Regions from separate parts of the Capsicum annuum genome. Here region 1 is linked to region 2. A link is a contact called in public Hi-C data. All regions are on one chromosome and are shown on one strand. The core of a region is the stretch at or near the end of the contact, and the rest is flanking DNA. Distances in the headings are between cores, read along the strand shown.

Evidence for each region. A called contact is a pair of places that touch in the nucleus more often than the background predicts.
Region 1: a Hi-C map of bud shows a contact between it and region 2, with 4 times the contacts expected there. The contact joins the promoter of LOC107871315 here to the promoter of LOC107871314 in region 2. A contact is called at or near these places in 2 of 5 Hi-C or Micro-C datasets (bud and leaf).

Annotation. Positions count from the first base shown.
Region 1 is chr12:158,657,385-158,662,477 of UCD10Xv1.1, forward strand. LOC107871315 (probable nucleolar protein 5-2) reads left to right here and starts at 3,150. Exons shown (of 8, transcript XM_016718209.2): 1 at 3,150-3,691; 2 at 3,776-3,817; 3 at 4,359-4,538; 4 at 4,631-4,795. The coding sequence starts at 3,614.
Region 2 is chr12:157,998,002-158,003,120 of UCD10Xv1.1, forward strand. It overlaps LOC107871314 (RNA polymerase II C-terminal domain phosphatase-like 3), which reads left to right and starts at 3,740. Exons shown (of 12, transcript XM_016718207.2): 1 at 3,740-4,678; 2 at 4,785-4,908; 3 at 5,006-5,061. The coding sequence starts at 4,155.

The DNA.
Region 1 (5,093 bases), core at 1,900-4,399, 660 kb after region 2:
TAAATACTGAGTTTATTGATAACATGGATTACTGATAATTGATATAACAGATAACTGATATACTGTTTACTGAGTGACTGTGTCTGATAGTCCTATTTTTGATGGAACTAGCTGAGTTTTGTACTGAGCTGAGTGATTATATCTGACAGTCCTGAAATCTGTAGAACTAGCTATGTTCTTTACTGAATACTGAGATTGAGACTGTGTGAGGTAATCATCTAACCGACATGCCCCTTTTCTGAATAAATTTGGGGTCCAACCTGTAACCCTAGTTGGAAGGGTGTCAGTACTGTTCCACGGGTAAAGACACTGAAGAGATACCCTTATCTAGAAGTTTCTCAAATGAGAACGGTGGGACCCTCAATTGTCAGGTTAAGCCACCTCATCAACCCTCAACTATCAGGTTTTGATGTCTCAACCTACGTTGGCTACGTAGTTCTGGAACGCAAGGACTGCTTCTAAGGATCACACCCTCTGTTGGCAGGTGAGTCCCCATTCTTAGGTTTCCCAACTGAATAGATACTGAACTGATTTCCTAGTTCATACTAGGCTGGACTGATCTGTTACTGATTGTACTGATTAACTGAACTGAACTGAGTTTACTAGTTTTGTTGACTGATGAAATACTAGTGAGTTCTGTTATCTGACTGAGTTTACTGAGGACTGAACTGAATACTGAATCGGACTGGATTGATACTGAGTTTACTGAGTTTTTCTAAGTTCTGTAACTGAACTAGAGCACTACTGATCATGACATGATTGATACTGTTCTGTAACTGATACTGACTCTAGACACACAGCTAAATTATCGGGTATTAAATACCCCAGGACTCGATAGCATGAAAATAATAAGACATGATAATTCTTGAATACTTGACAATAGTCAACAACTCACAATACGATCTAAAAGGCATTTCATCAATCACTTGAAAGTCATGAACTTGCACATGAATAGGAATGCATACTAACACATTATAATTTCATTAAACTAATCTCATGAGCATTCCATCAAACACATGCAAGGTATAGCTTTAACATGGAAGACATTGTGAACATGTGGGTATAGCATAAGTTCATCATTTAGACCACCAAAGGAACACAAAAGCACCATAGTCTTAATTTAGCATTTTATCAAACACATAGTAGGCGTAGCTTTATACTTGGGTATGATCAACAATGCTAATACATCATGACTTCAAAATTCAAGGGTTTCAATATAAGAGAATCAAAATTCAACTTACATCCTATCATAATATTAAAAAACACATAAAGATTTCAACTTAGAACACATTCTACAACATCAACATGATTACATTCGAACCCACAACATGGAAATCACAATTCATGTTTTTAAAAGAAGTTTCTCGAACTCCAAGGGTGGAAGGAACCTTTGGATGAACACTTTACATACCTTGTTGAAGAATTTCTGAAAATTAATGGTGGAATCTTGAGTTCTTGATTTGAAATTTAAAAACCCTAAGGCTTGTTCTTGAGAGAAATTGAGAAAGAATGTGTTTATTTGCTTCATAGGGTATTAAAATTTTGTGTTTTGAGGGCTGAGAGTCGGGGAAAAAAGACCCAAATACCCCCAAGAACACGTCTTTTAATGAGTGAAAATTGGATTGTCGATGCGTAAGTCGACGCGGCGCATCGATGTCACCAACGCGATATCCAACGCATCGCGCCACGATCGTGCTGACTCATTGAAATTTGACGCTGGTAGTTGGGGAAAATATTAACCAAAGCGATAGCGATGTGGCGCTCCAAGATCGCGTTGGTACACTGTTTTAGGATTTCAAAGGAGCTTCAAACGAAGTTCGAAAAATTCGAAACTAGTCCGAGAACACCTATTGACCTTCCTAATCATGAATTAACTAAAATATAGACATTTAAAGGAATTTAAGGTCGCGAAATGAGATTGTCAACTTTCGAAGGCCTAAAAATAAACTAAGTCTGAATACTTAGCTAGAATTTTCTAAGTCTGAGACCCTTAACAAGCTTAAAGGACTGAATTAAGCTAGGAATTTTGCGGGGTCTTACACTAGTACAGGCCAAATATATGTTATTTTTAGTCTCAGTTTATGTGATATAAATAAATTTTGATAACTAATTATATGTTAAATATTTCTTTTAGATATTTTAAGTTGTTAGCTATTGTAATTTATAATAGTTTTTTGACATTATAATTTATTATTTTAAGTTGTTAACAATTATAATTTATAATAATCTCCTTGTCCAAACTTTTTAGCATTGATAGTCTATTATATTTTAAAAATAATTTAAGTTTTTAATTATTGAAATTTATAATACTTTTTCTTCTATTTCAATCTAAGTGACACTGATATAATTTTGAGAGTCAATCAAATATGATGATTGAAGTCGCAAAACAGACATGTCTTAAATGACTCATAATAACTTATTAGAAGTGATACAAGAAAATTACTATAAAAATAGTTGTCAAAAAAATTTAAGCGGGCCTCATATAAGATGTCAAGTTAATTTTAAACATCAATAGTTAATTTATTATTATTTTTATTTATTTTATTTTTTATTAAATATTATTTTTTAATAATTAATTAGGGATGAAATAGTAAAATTACGGTTGAACTAGCTGAAGCAGACATGTCATAAATGTCTATTTTAATTTTTCTATTAAATATTATTAATTTCTTAATACGTAAATGACATATAATAATCAATTAGGAAATAACTTATTAAAAGTGATATAAAAAAATTAATATAAAAAATAATTGTGAAAAAAATTTAGACGGGCCTTATATAAAATGTCAAGTTAATTTAAAACATTAATAGTTTGTTTATCATTTTTTTTGTTTATTTTATCTTTTTTATTAAATATATTTTTTTAATATTTAAATCACTTAAAGTAATTAATTAGGGATGAAATAGTAAAATTACGATTGAAGTAGCTGAAATAGACATGTCATAAATGTCTATTTTATATTTTTTATTAAATATTATTAATTTTTTAATACTTAACTGATACATATATAATAATTAATAAAGATGATATCGTAAAATATGACCACCATCACTTGTTTCCCTTCACGCTTCTATATAGTCAAAATAATATATAATTTAATGAAAGAAGCTGATATATGCTTACCGACATAAGTGTTCAAGAGTAGACAAATTCTTCAAGTTTTTTTTGCCTCTTCTTGTGCGCTATAATGTAACACAAATAACTGCTAATTCTAATAATAAAGAAATATAAAGGGAAAAAATTAACATATGACGTTTATTTAATTGTAATCAACATTTTACGGTGAAAATAAGAGAAAAGGTTAAACTAGGTGGGACAATAACCGATCTAAATTTAAATGGGTTGAACCAATTGGATATGATATTGACACCTTCATAGAGTTTGCTATTTTACCTCAAATATTAGAGTAAAACATTCCAGGATAGAAGTGTAAATATGGAATTATCGGGGGAGCAATAGAGCTAGTTACTGTTTTTGCAACAAAACCCATTGCCACCTCTCTAAAACCGTAGTACCTTCAATAGCATAGGCATACAGAGAAGGAAGTGAGGAGCTAAACCCTCTCTTACAGCTTCTTCCGTTTTCTCCCATTTGTTTTTTTGGCCAAAGAAGATGTTGGTATTGTTTGAAACGCCGGCAGGCTTTGCCCTTTTCAAAGTTCTGGATGAGGGAAAACTCTCCAAAGTTGAGGTATTTTCATTATTTATTTATTTATTTATTTATTTTGTGTTTTCTTGTTTTATTATAGAATTTTCTTTTTTGTCTGTGTTGTAGGATTTGTGGAAGGAGTTCTCCTCAACTGATTCTGCCAGAAAAGTACTTCTTCTTTAACCTGGTTTTTTTACTCATCAAGTTTAGCTCTAAAATCCGAGTCTTTTGATAAAACAAATATTTTATGTATTTATTGGTTTGTGTAGACATTGGGCGCAGTTAGCTCGGTATGATATACTGTGGTTAAAATTTTGAAAGTAAGAGCCGTTTGGATAAAATAAAAAAAGTGCTTATAAGCACTTGATTTTAAGCCAAAATGATAAAAGTAAGCCAAAAGCCAAAAGCCAAAAGCTAGAAATTCTAACTAATGGCTGGCAATCCAAACAGGCTCTAAAACACGTCAAGGAGAAATTTTGGCATAGCATGTTAAAAATTGGACAAAGCCAAGCACGGCTTTGTTGTTCTCTATGTTGGTTTGGTAAACACAAGCTACTTTATTAGACACACTCCAACCATGGTCTTTTTTTATCTTTTTTTTTTAATAAATAAATTATGCTTAGTTGATGTTGGGGATACGACATACCTAAAGTTTCAACTTTATGTTTCGTAAATTCTACATTTACGTGATTGGTTGGTACGGAAACAGGTTGTGAAGCTAAAAGCTTTCTCTAAGTTTGAGAACACCTCAGAAGCTCTATCAGCAGCTACGCTGTTGATAGATAGCAAGCCCAGCAAAGGACTGCGCAAGTTCTTGAAAGCGCATTGTGATGGTGAAACTTTGGGGGTTGCTGATTCAAAGCTTGGAAATGCAATTAAAGAGAAACTGGTCGGTTCCCTTTTTATGTCAGCTCATTATGTCTTAGTTATGTTCTGTTTCCTATCTTTTTTGGCTGAAGCTTGTGTGTGATGTGTTTGCAGCAAATTGATTGTGTTCATAATAATGCTGTCATGGAATTGATGAGAGGGGTTAGAAGTCAGTTGACTGAGCTCATTTCTGGTCTTGCGTATCAAGACTTGACTCCAATGAGCTTGGGTTTATCTCACAGTCTTTCAAGATACAAGCTAAAGTTTAGCCCTGACAAGGTAATTGCTGTAAATTGACTGATCTAATTCATGTTCTACATGGTTTCGTTATATATATTATTACGTAGCAAATATTGGGATAATCAGTTGCCATGGAGAAAAGGTAGGTTAGCCTAGTGGATAGAAGGGAAAGACAACATATTAAAGGAAGTTAGGGGTTCAATCCACCAAGGCAACAAAGTGGAAAAGGACCAACCTTAACTCATGGATTAGAGATTTGGGGCGGGTGATCTTATAAAAAATCAATTGCTGCAGAACACTTCGGTTTTGTATGCTCTAGCTTGTATCATTTCTGGTA
Region 2 (5,119 bases), core at 2,490-4,989:
GTGCTCATACTAGTGAGGTGTATTAGCTGAAGCATCTGTGCCTGCAGCATGAAATACAGCAAAAACTCCATTTTTCTCATTTTTCTGATCATGTTTTTTTAAAAATTCACTTCATTGATAGGGACGTCAGTACAAAAATATGTACTAAATATGTAAGACTGAAGGTAACAACACATGATACAAGAGATCAATAGAAATCAGATACAAGTGTATAAGTAGTACTAGTAGACCACCTTTATATATACTTGTGGGACTACGTACATTACATCCTTTTCTTTATTTTTACCTTTCTTACTTCATAATCTTTGTAAGTCATATAATGCAAATAACCAGTTGATCAGTGATAAATAGATAAATCGGGATCGGCCCATGCTACGCTTATGCCCTTGAGCTGCCACCCACATATGAACATTAGGATTGGCCCATGCTAGGCTTATGCCCCTGAGCTGCCACTCACATATAAAGGTATCGAGATCGGCCTATGCTAGGCTTACGCCTCTGAGCTAGGACTCGTTTTACAGATTTATGCTAGTTTATTTAGCCTTTTGAGATTTTTACTTTGGTGGTCATAACATTATGATACCTTAAAACAATAATATACCAATAAGAGACATGTAAATGGGCACTTAATGCAACAACAATGAGGTAGGGAGCTGTTGACACACAAATGAAGTGTTTAGGAGCTGAAAATAACACATGGGTCTTATTTTAGTAAACGGAGAACTCCTGAAATTTTCTAGTGAAGATAAGCATGCAGGCTCAATAATAAGCATGTATTGAGGTGTTTTAACACGTTAAAGAGTGGGAACAAGGTCATTGGTTACATGGTATATAATACGCTGCTATTATGTATTACTTGTTATAGGATAACCTTAGAAGCTTATTTGATGGAACAAATGTCCGATTTTATGCCAAAGAATACAAAATAGAGTATGCCTTACATACCTGGTTATATAACTCTGAAACTAACCCAACTTGACTTCCCGCCTTTTAGATTACTTAGCTACAATAGAATATATGGTAAACAAATATTAGCAACCAACCGACACAATTGGGCTATTTAACTTCACCAAAACAGTGTCCTTGATATATCAATCAAGGGTGTTATTTTAACCCTTTTCTCCAATTACACCCACATACCATACATGTTCTTACAAGATTCACCGAAACCACATTTGATACGCAAAACAGATTGGACAGTAAGCATATGCAATAATTAGTTCGGTGGTGTACCACCACACCTTTCTTATATATTTCAATTCGAACTAGTCACACCTTTCTCCAACATCAACCTGGCAGCCCATAACATATATATACAAAACAGTCTCAATTTCTTTTATTGTAGCAATCAATTATTGAACTCATCATCTCTTGAGTTCTCAATAACAACACATCCATAATTCTCTCTCAAATTCATATATAAGGAGAACGAAATGAGGCAGTCACCTTACCTTAATTCTGCAACTTATACTTTAAATTTAAACTCCTCAAGAACTTCAACTTCCACTTTCCTTCACACTTTAAACCAAAGAAGAAAAAAGATCTCTTAATAACAAAGAAAAAGTGAGCAAGTAGCTTGTTCTATATTCTGCCATGAATTAATTATTAAGCGTTTATAGCATATTTTTTTATCTTCCATAAGATAATTAAGTTAAACCATAAGTGTTTTCATTTACCTTGGCTTGCAAAGGTTGAGGTTTCTTGAAGAACCCTAGAAAGAAAAATAGGGTTGCTCCTAGTTGCTTAAAATAAAGTAGAGAGAATTTGTGAAGTATAACTTTTTTTGTGACTTAAGAATGAGGGAAAATGACCAGCAACTTATTCTTATAAAGGCCCTATTTTTGGCCATCCACTTAGCTGCATTTGGGGCTTCAAATTTGGTCAAATTGGTCCAAGTAGGTGATGCACCTACTTAAAGAGATTACGCTGCTCAAAAGGGTCAAAGTAGGTGATGCACCTACTTGTTTAATTTTTTAGTTGGGCTCAACTATATTTGGGCCTTGACAGATTTGTGTGTTGGGCCATTTCTCTATTTTCTTCCTCTTTTATTCAACTAAAAATTACACAAATACACAACTTATGTTTTCAATATTACAAAAAATTCCAACTCCTTAAACATAGTTCAAAAATCCATACATATACACAGAATGCTATGTATATGTCAGGTATGTTATGTATATTAATAGGGAGAGATAATAAAGTAATTAAAAAAGTGGGAGAGAGTGTAATTACTTTTAAAAGAGTTGGTATTTATGTTATTTATACTTTATTCAATTTGGGCCCAAATGAGTACATTAGTATACGCCCAAATCTGATCCATAACTATGGGTTTATTAACTTGATCCAAATAACTTAAGTGGGTGACTCACCTACTAGCTTAATTAAGTCAAGCAAGCACCTCAATATTTTATTCCATTTCCAACTCCTAATCCCTTTAATCTAATTTACAACTTGTACAGACTTAGTCACTTTAAATTTGACCGCGTCACATTAAAACATATAAGCAGTATCTAGAACTCCATCTACACTATCAATACTCGCTTAATAAATCTCGTCTATTACCTATACCACAAGGCTATACCAAGTTCCATATAAATAGAGCCAGTGCATGCAAAATACGGGGTATTACAATTTTGTTCGAATTTATATGAATTCAACAACTTACAACAACAACAACATATTCAGTATATTTTCACTAAGTGGGGTCTGCAGAGGGTAAGTTTACGTAATCCATACCATTACTTAGGATGTGAGATAGAGAAGTTGTTTCGATAAATCCTCGACTCAAAGATTGAATTTAACAACTTAATATATTTATATGACATAATTTGTGATAGATTAGCAGGGAGAAAATTATCTTAAATTATTTTATTAATAATTATTGATAAATTTAATAGTTATACTAATTAAGAATATTTTAGTAAACTTACCAATTACAATATAATATCATAACATTAAATTAAATAATAGAATGTTGTTAAACAACAATAAACGATATAATTCATCCAAATATTTCATTGTACTATACTGTACAATATAATATCATATTATACAGAACCGTGTATTATGAAATTATGAAAACCGCCATCTAAACAAAGTATAGGATTTTCTCTAAAAAACCTAATTAAATATCTATAATATATTTAAAATTGTAACATTTACGGGCTCTCCATTGTCTAGTTATCTACTTTCTCCGTTCAATTTTACTTGTCACATTTTGAGTTGACACACTTATTAAGAAAAATAATTAATAACATGACTATTTTACCATAATACCTATATTAAATAATGCTTACACTATACCTTAAAATTAATTTGAAAAAAATAATCAAAGGATAAAATAGAAAAAAAGAAGTTATTTTCTCTTGATATGTCAAAAATAACAAGTAAAAATAAAAATTCAATTAAGAAATTAGTGATAAGTAAAATCAAATAGAGGAATTACATAAAAAAAGAATAGAAGTGAGCAGAGTATAGAGACCGTTATGCTGACTCTGGTGTGGGTGGAGGGCAGGTCTTACTTTTACCGAATCTACTATTTGGGATGGAAGAGATAGACGACTCAGCTTAATCCTCGTCATGTCATCCTAAATTCTTGCCCCCTGAAATTCTCTTCCTTTGCTACCCAAATTTTTTTTTTTTACTTTTTCAAGATATTTCCACCGCCAATAACCATAAAATTAATCCTTTATTCCTACCGTCAATATACTAAGTAATAAAGAATTGACCATAATTTTTTTTTTCATTTACGAGAGATAAGGATCAAACCCAAAACCCTTTCTCTCCTCCCATCTCTATTACTTTTGTTATATTCCATCCCGTGCTCATACTTATAAATTATGATATAATATATATATATATATCCCGTACTTCTCATGGTATATATATATATATATATATACCACGCTTTTCCAATTCTGCAGATCCGAATCCATTTGTCCTTTACATCCGAATTTTCCGATTCAAATAAATGACTAAATTTTGTGTTCATAAATCATAATTGGCGATTTCGCTTCTTTCCGTTTTCGATTAATTTTTGCATCTTAGCGTTGCAAATTCAAATTCTTTGTACTTCTATTTTGTTTCTAACTTGTAGTTTAACTCTATTTATTTGAAGAAAAGAAGAGAAAAGAGAAGAAAAAACCCTAGGTCAAATGATGGAAGAATGTAATCCAGTTCAAGATGTAGAGGAGGGTGAGATCTCAGATTCGGCATCCGTTGAAGAAATCAGTGAGGATGCATTCAATAGGCAAGACCCACCCACGCCTACTAAGATTGTCAGTGCCAACTTAACCAATAGTCAAAATCAAAATCAAAATCAAAATTCGACTAGGGTTTGGACCATGAGAGATGTTTATAAGTATCCGATTTCGAGGGATTACGCTAGGGGTTTGTATAACCTGGCTTGGGCTCAAGCTGTGCAGAATAAGCCTTTAGACGAGCTTTTCGTTATGACTGCTGACAACTCGAAGCAGTCTGTTGATGTCGAATCTGAGAAGGTCATCATTGATGTGGATGACGACGCTAAGGAGGAAGGAGAGTTGGAGGAAGGCGAGATCGACTTGGATGCGGAGGTAGTTGTAAATGGTGGTATCAACAATGATGGCTTTGATTCTGTTAAAACCGCCAATTTCATTAGGGAACAACTTCAGTGTGTTACTCCAGCTGAGGCGGAGAAGTAAGTTTTGGATCTAAAACTATAGCAGTAGTAAATAACTAACACACGAAGAGAACTTTTTCAATTGCAATTAAATGGACTAATTATGCTCTATCTGTTTGCATAGATCCTTTCCTGTGGTTTGTTCCAAATTGCGAAGCTCATTGGACAGCTTGGGGGAAGTAGCTGTTTCTCCAGATTTCGACATTCTTATTCAACTGTTTATGACTGCCATCCAAAACATAAATTCTGTAAGATATTCGGATATATGTCTTTATCTTTCAGCCTCATCATCCCATAGCTGAAAACGTGTGGTTTTGTGAATGCTGAGATCTCTTTCTTTTGCAGGTTTTCTTCTCCATGAACCAGAATCAGAAGCAAGAAAACAGAGATAGCCTATCTAGGTTTTTGTTGTTCCTTTTACATTTGCGTTTGTGGATCTTATTTTGGTGTGTGTACATA